2 separate regions of the Gasterosteus aculeatus genome follow, and region 2 is linked to region 1. The links are chromatin contacts, called in public Hi-C maps. All regions are on one chromosome and are shown on one strand. Each heading gives the region's core, a stretch centred on a gene start, on an enhancer-like site or on the middle of the called end of the contact. The rest is flanking DNA. Distances are from core to core; before and after follow the strand shown. Region 1 overlaps myocd (myocardin). Region 2 holds the start of dnah9 (dynein, axonemal, heavy chain 9).

What was found. Hi-C and Micro-C count contacts between places; a contact is called where the count stands out from the background.
Region 2: a Hi-C map of skeletal muscle shows a contact between it and region 1, with 4 times the contacts expected there. The contact joins the promoter of dnah9 here to the enhancer-like site in region 1. A contact is called at or near these places in 5 of 6 Hi-C or Micro-C datasets (liver, skeletal muscle, tail fin and 1 more).

The regions. Positions count from the first base shown.
Region 1 is chr5:957,308-960,518 of fGasAcu3.hap1.1, forward strand. It overlaps myocd (myocardin), which reads right to left. Exons shown (of 12, transcript XM_078103067.1): 3 at 593-777. Among protein-coding and RNA genes, the nearest start is that of rsph1, 13 kb to the left of the region's middle. Within about 2 kb of position 1,509, at least 2 of the 9 cell types and tissues checked have open chromatin away from gene starts, as enhancers often do.
Region 2 is chr5:1,054,143-1,057,353 of fGasAcu3.hap1.1, forward strand. It overlaps dnah9 (dynein, axonemal, heavy chain 9), which reads left to right and starts at 1,505. Exons shown (of 76, transcript XM_078103212.1): 1 at 1,505-1,910; 2 at 2,942-3,211. The coding sequence starts at 1,560.

The sequences.
Region 1 (3,211 bases), core at 259-2,758:
GTATATTGTTTTGATGGATTAACTCCAATTACTGGTTGAATAAAACAGGGCATGCCACTATTTTTAGCATTTTTAAATCTTGAACAATAAGTCATTGAAGTGGAAGACTCAAAGTGGCCATGCAAGCAGCTCTGTGAGGCTCCACTTGAGCCAACATTCTTACAATGAGAACTCTGACATAGTGATGTTTAAAAAGGTCATGGTAAACAGGCTCAATCTCCTGGTCAAGCGTGTTGGAGAGAGTTATACTTTTAATCAGCCCAGTTGTTGATTCAGAGCTGATGGAACATTGGATAGGCAGAAGTCTGACTTATATACACAATCCTGTATGAATTTCAGATTTCATGAGACTGTTGATGATGGTGAACGGTAAACAGACGGGAAATAAAAGCAGCTGTGCCGGCAGAATGGCTCTGGCCAAAAGAATAGGACACTTGTCTAGACACTCAGTGGCTGAGGATGGAGTTGATGTTCACTGTTTCACCACTAGAGAGCAGAGTAAGCAAAGCACTGGGAACAGCTGCTGAGGCGCCACAAGGCCGGACGGTGACAGAAGGGAATGAGGCATCCGAGAGACAGCGCTGTCTTTTACCTGTCTTGGGCTGGTCAGGGCAGGTGAGGAGGAGGAGGAGGGCGTACTGCCAACAGTCTCCGATGGAGGACAGGCGGATCCCTGTGACTCATCACTGTGGTGCTGCTCCGGAGACAGACTCTCACTGCTGCTGTCTTCCTCGAACGCATAAGAGTCCTCCTGCTTCGGAAACTTACCATGGTTTACTGTAGGAAGAGCACAAAGGGAGACGCGTGGGTCAGCACGCCTCACCTGCAGATTACTTAGAAATGGAAGAAGGATTCCTGTTTCCTACATCTGGGTTTTTATTTTAGTTGTTAAGACGTCCTTTTTGTGATAACTATCCCACAGTATTTAGGCTGCTGAACCCGTGAACATAACAAAGAAAACATGAGGAAAGAAACACAACTGACCAGGTTTGTTCATGATCTAAAATGTCACCAATAATACTTAATATCGTGCGTGTGAGTCAACTACCACGGTCGGTGAAAATGATCTTACTGTCAGTCTTTGGTCTGTCAAAAAATAGATATCTGACCTGTTTAAAGTGTGACGTCTGATCTTTCTTCTTTTTAGTGACTAGTGCAGGACTTGTTGGGGGCGTGGCCTATAGAGGCCTAATGCACTTTAGGAGAATTATACTGGACTAAATAGGAAGATGTGTTGCGTAGCAGTGCAGCGTGTGTGAAAGCAGTAACACGGTGTGCGTGAGTGCAGCAGCGCAGTGTGATTGACAGCAGTACAGTGTGTGTGTGTGTGTGTGTGTGTGTGAAAGCAGTGAGCCATGCAGCGGATCATATAACACAGTAGGACTTGCAAGATGATTTGCAATTGAGCCTTCATAACAAACTCTATTCAACTCATATGCAGAACAACAACAAAAGGGTACATAGAGGTCATCACAGAGGTCGTTTTGGAAACGTTTTGGTTGATGGCGAACTGCTTGCAGGTAACCGGTGCAGCCTCAGCATTGATGACTGCAGACGGTGTGTTTGCATGGCCCTGCTCAGTGGTCCTCACACCCTGCCTGCCTGTTGCTGTGTGTCACGGACACCTCGTGTGACACTCAGCCTGAAGGTGCTACGCTGTGCGGGGAGACACCAGCACTCCCATTCAACTCGGGCCGATAGCGAACACACCTTTCATTGGAGGAGCTAAGAGTGGCTTTCTAACAGAGCTGAGGGGACAGAGCCGGTGGAGGAGGTGGAAAGGGTTGCTGTGCGTTTTTGTGTTTGTTTGTACAGAGAGGTGTACAATTCTCTTTTTGTGTCCAGACACGTCAAAAGGACATGTGCCACTCAGTGACCTCACAACACACACACGCACAGAGCTTCACACACAGCCGTTTCCTCCCACGGGTCATGTTTAACTCATTCACTCCCCAACATGCATTCTCAATGGCTCACATGGGAATTTGCTGGCGTTGGCGCTCGCCCTCTCTGCTGCTGCATGCCGCTTCCATGCGCCTCTTAAGTCAAGTTGATGTCAGCGGGAGATTGAGATGACAGAATTGCAGGAAATCTGCAGGCCGTGTGCGCTTCCGCTTTTCAAGTGGCTGGTTTAGAAGTTACAGCGGGTCACATAGTTTCCAAAATGACAGGGGTTGAAAAGGTCTCTTGAAATGTTGTGTAGAGGGATATAGAGCTTTAAGGTGAGGGGTTAATGCTGCAGGCGAGGGAGCACAACAGCCTGGTCCCGTCACAGAGCTTTTTAGGTGGCTGGCTGGACTCGTGGAGGCCCGTTAAAGCAGAGACAAAAGGAGGGAGGCACAAACATACACCCAGGTACACCCACACAAGGATGCACTCAAACTTAAACACCCACCGCCACTCCAAAAAGGGTGGACCCAAATACAGCTGCTGTTCATCTCAATAAACGGCCCTCGCTTCCTCCAGTGGAGGTAGTGGATCCCAGCTGAGCGCAGACGCCGCTTTACGCAACATGTTTACTGGAAGCACAAGGGGGGGCCAACGTAAAACCCCTAAAACAACAAGTGCAAAAAACACTAGTCGCATTGCAAGGAGTGATATCGAGAGTGAGTAACATGTTGAGGGTTAGAAAAAATGTAAATAACATTCTCTGTGCAAGAAATACAAACTGTGGATAATGTTAATGAGGGAAAACAGAGTCTAAAGAATCATTTCCAATATGTTTTGGGACCGCTTTCTAAAAGGAGGGTTTAAAACTGATCGATCATTTTCACATAACATACTAATGCTTTATTGATTAGTTATAAGCCATGAATAGCAACTAATGTGGGTTTGTTGTGGAAAATGTTATTGGCTTTTTAAGATTCTTTGTATTTGGTAAATAAATGTTTAGAGTAACTTGTGTAACTTGTGTTTAGCAGAACATGCTTTTTTGAGTTTAACGCACACGTCCTGTTCATGGATGCTACAGCAGCCTCTCACTGGCCCCATGTGGTGTTCTTTAGGACCTCACGGAGGTCCACGCTTCAGCCCCGCGTGGGCCTCCAGAGAGCCGGCGTCTGACATCACACAGCAGGACACACCAGGGAGAGACGGCTAGTTCACACTTCAGACTAAATATACACACGGGAAGTCTCAGTTCTCTCGCTTCAGTCATTTACTTCGATCCACTTCCACGACTATTATAAAATATCATTTATTTATTAATTAT
Region 2 (3,211 bases), core at 255-2,754, 97 kb after region 1:
TCAGAACAAGATAAAGTTCACAGGCAGCATTTAAGTGACTGAACGAAAGCCTTTAAGTGCACTGAGTCCAGTTGTTCATGAGTGGGATTTGATCAGAGCTCTCAGGGACTCAGGTGAGGCAGGTGAACCCACAATGCTGCATGTGTTTGTTGAGAAAGAACCTCTTGAATGAAGAAAAGAAACTGCTGCTCGATGGAGCGAGTGTGTCACAGTGTCATCTGGTGGCCATTTATGGCATTTCAATATTTACAAATAACCCAAAACTACATTGATCAAATGCCAAATATACTTGACAAATAGTAACACCAACAACGTTGTTGTCCAATCATCTTGCCCAGTGTGCTGATAGTTAAGGCATCTTAGCTTTCCCTGTTCAAGTCACATCTCTTCTCATCCAGGGGACGGCGCAGGACATGCAGCAGGGATTCTATGTCCCAGCTGGCCTCAGGAGAATGAGCTGGGGAGGGATGCGGGGGAGGGATGCGGGGGAGGGGAAGTCTGGGTCGGCCTGCTGACCTGACCGCAGATAAGTGGAGGAAAATGGATGGATGTTTGCTGGTCGTCCAGTGAATGGAGCCTAAATGAAACAAAGACGTGGGGGGGGGCTGTTTGTGTGGGTTTATCAACCTGCAGGTAAACGCATCAGCCAGGTGAGGTGATGGTCCCCTGTAGGCGTCTCCACATGGACACAGGTTGGACACCAATGCTAAATGGAGCGTAATCGTAAGGAGCTTTTCTAGACTCCCAAATTCCAATTTCTTTAACCCGTCATGTCATCATTCTGATGACAGAAGGCAGCACGCGCAGAGACCCGCCTGCCCTGAGTAACTACCATCCACACTGTTGCCCAAAGACACAGCGCCTGGAATCAAACCGTCTCTCCACTCACCCTGGACTGAACCCTGCTGCTCTTTGCTCCTCTGTCTGTCCGTGAGCTGGGGCTTCTTTTTACAAGAGTCCGTTCTTACTTTTGGGGGCCGAGGTGGACAAAGCTGCCTGAGTGTTGCAGTAAACTTGGGTTTATTGTTTTTAGAAGTGCAGATGGTTTTGATAAAAGATGTCACAGTGCCAGTAAATTCATTCAAGCATGTAGCTGCATCCTGCACACACTCCAATCAGCTCAGTAAATCTTTATCAAAGTCATACAGATGTGCTGTAGCTGCATGGAAGCCACAGTTTTATTGTTTTCAAACAAAATCACATCCATTTGCTTGTTTTTTTACTGTTATTCCACCTATGTTTCCTCGCCAAGCAGAGCCCATGTCATCACCGGGGGACATTTATTCAAATAAGATTAGACAGTATGAGGACGCAGCTCTACATCTCACTGTAATGGGAACATAATGGCTGAAATCAACATCCCCCTGACAGTCAAACAAAAGACTGCAGGGGGACAGTGGGTGTCAGACTGGAGGATGCCCTCGTCCCGGGTCAGCTCCTGGTCGCTCACGTCCCCTAAGCAACCGGCTGATTAATGCAAACACTGCGTTACTATGGAGGCAGAGACACAATCAGTTCAGCCTGCACACTGACCCGGGACAGCAAAGCAACCTGCAGACATGGAGGAGTCCCCTGCCGAGGACTCGAGACTGGACTTCATAGCGGAGTATGTGCTGCGGACTCTGAAACTGAAAGAGGACAAATGGCAGAAGTGCGTGTCCATCGAGGACAACCGGCAGGTGCTGCAGGAGTTCCTGGAGCGAGCCGAGCAGAGCACTCTGGTGGTGTCTGAGACGGCGTCCGGGCTGCTGCAGCCAGCCGCCGTCTTCCCCGCCAGCTCCAGCAACAAGGCGGTGTACTTTGTCAAACCCAGCAGGACAGCACTGCGGCAGGACTCCATGAGGGAGGACCTGTTGTACGGGACCTTGTCTCACGCTCCACTGCATCAGTTTTCTGCTCTAGTTGAGGAGGTAAGCAGCAGGGCACCGTGTTAATTATTGCTGGATGCAAAGAGTCTCTGAGGACTTACTCATACTTACTACTCACCCACAGCCACAGGTGGAAAGAGTACTGAAAATATGTACTCAAGTATGTAGAACATTTACAGGCAGTTTTACGGTGGCCGACACGTGCAAACGGCAAAACAAATCCACAGTAAAAAGTTCACTCAAAACACAACGGAAGTTCACCAGAGGGGGTCTGGACCTGTGGGAGATCGATCACAGTAACGACGGAGAAGAAAGTTAATGTCCTTTATGACTTTTTCAAACTCTTGGCCGTAATCATGATCATCATTCTTTCTTTGCATAACTTTCTTTCTCAAATTCTCAGTCCTCTTCACACGCTGTGTGTTTTACCTCCAGGAACATTTGCCTGCAGCAGCAGCAGCGAGTTGGCCTCTGCTTATATTACGTCTTAGAATAATTGGATCTGACAGCCAATAAGGATTTGCATTGAAAAAAAAAAAATCTGACGGTTTGAATATTATTTTAAATTGTGGGCACTCAATAGTGACTTTTGATTTTAAAAGTAGCAAAGTAGATCGATCACATGGTGTAAATTGTTCTCAAGTAGGAGTAAAATTACACACTTTAATAAAACTCCTAAAAGTACAAGTACCCAAGAAATCTACTTAATTACAGTAAGGTGAGTATTTATAATTCGTTACTTCCACCCTGCCCGTAGCTGAATTAGCCGTGACCCCTCTGATGATTGTATGAGGCCTAAAGTGGTGGAATGGTCTTTTATACTTTACACCACTTCACTACATCTCAGACAGCACATTATTGAGCGTTAGAATAAGTGTGTACATGTACGCACTGTGATACATTAACAGGCCATATTCTGATGATTACACAGATTTTGCATTGTGGTTTTTACTATAGTTTTATAAACTAATAGTTTGTAACTTTTACTTTAATTCTCTTGGGTATTCTTAGATAACCTTTACTGAAGTGATGTGCACACTTTATACTCCACTTATTTCCGTTCACTCGTCCAGGTCGTGGCCCCACTTTTGTCCAATAGTAGGAACCACTCGGAATGGCCCCAGGTTGTGTCTCAGGACGTCCGACGCCACGTCCACTCGCTGCAGACCAACGTGTTTGTGGTGTCAGGCCGAGTCCAGGGCCACACGCTGCTGCCTCCCCCTGCAGGCTCCGACAGCGTGGAGACAGAAGAAAGGCAAAGAAGCACAAGGGACACGAATGGTCACGGAGACGCATCACTTCATCCCACATCGAAAGTCGAGAGGGGGGAAGTAACAGATAAG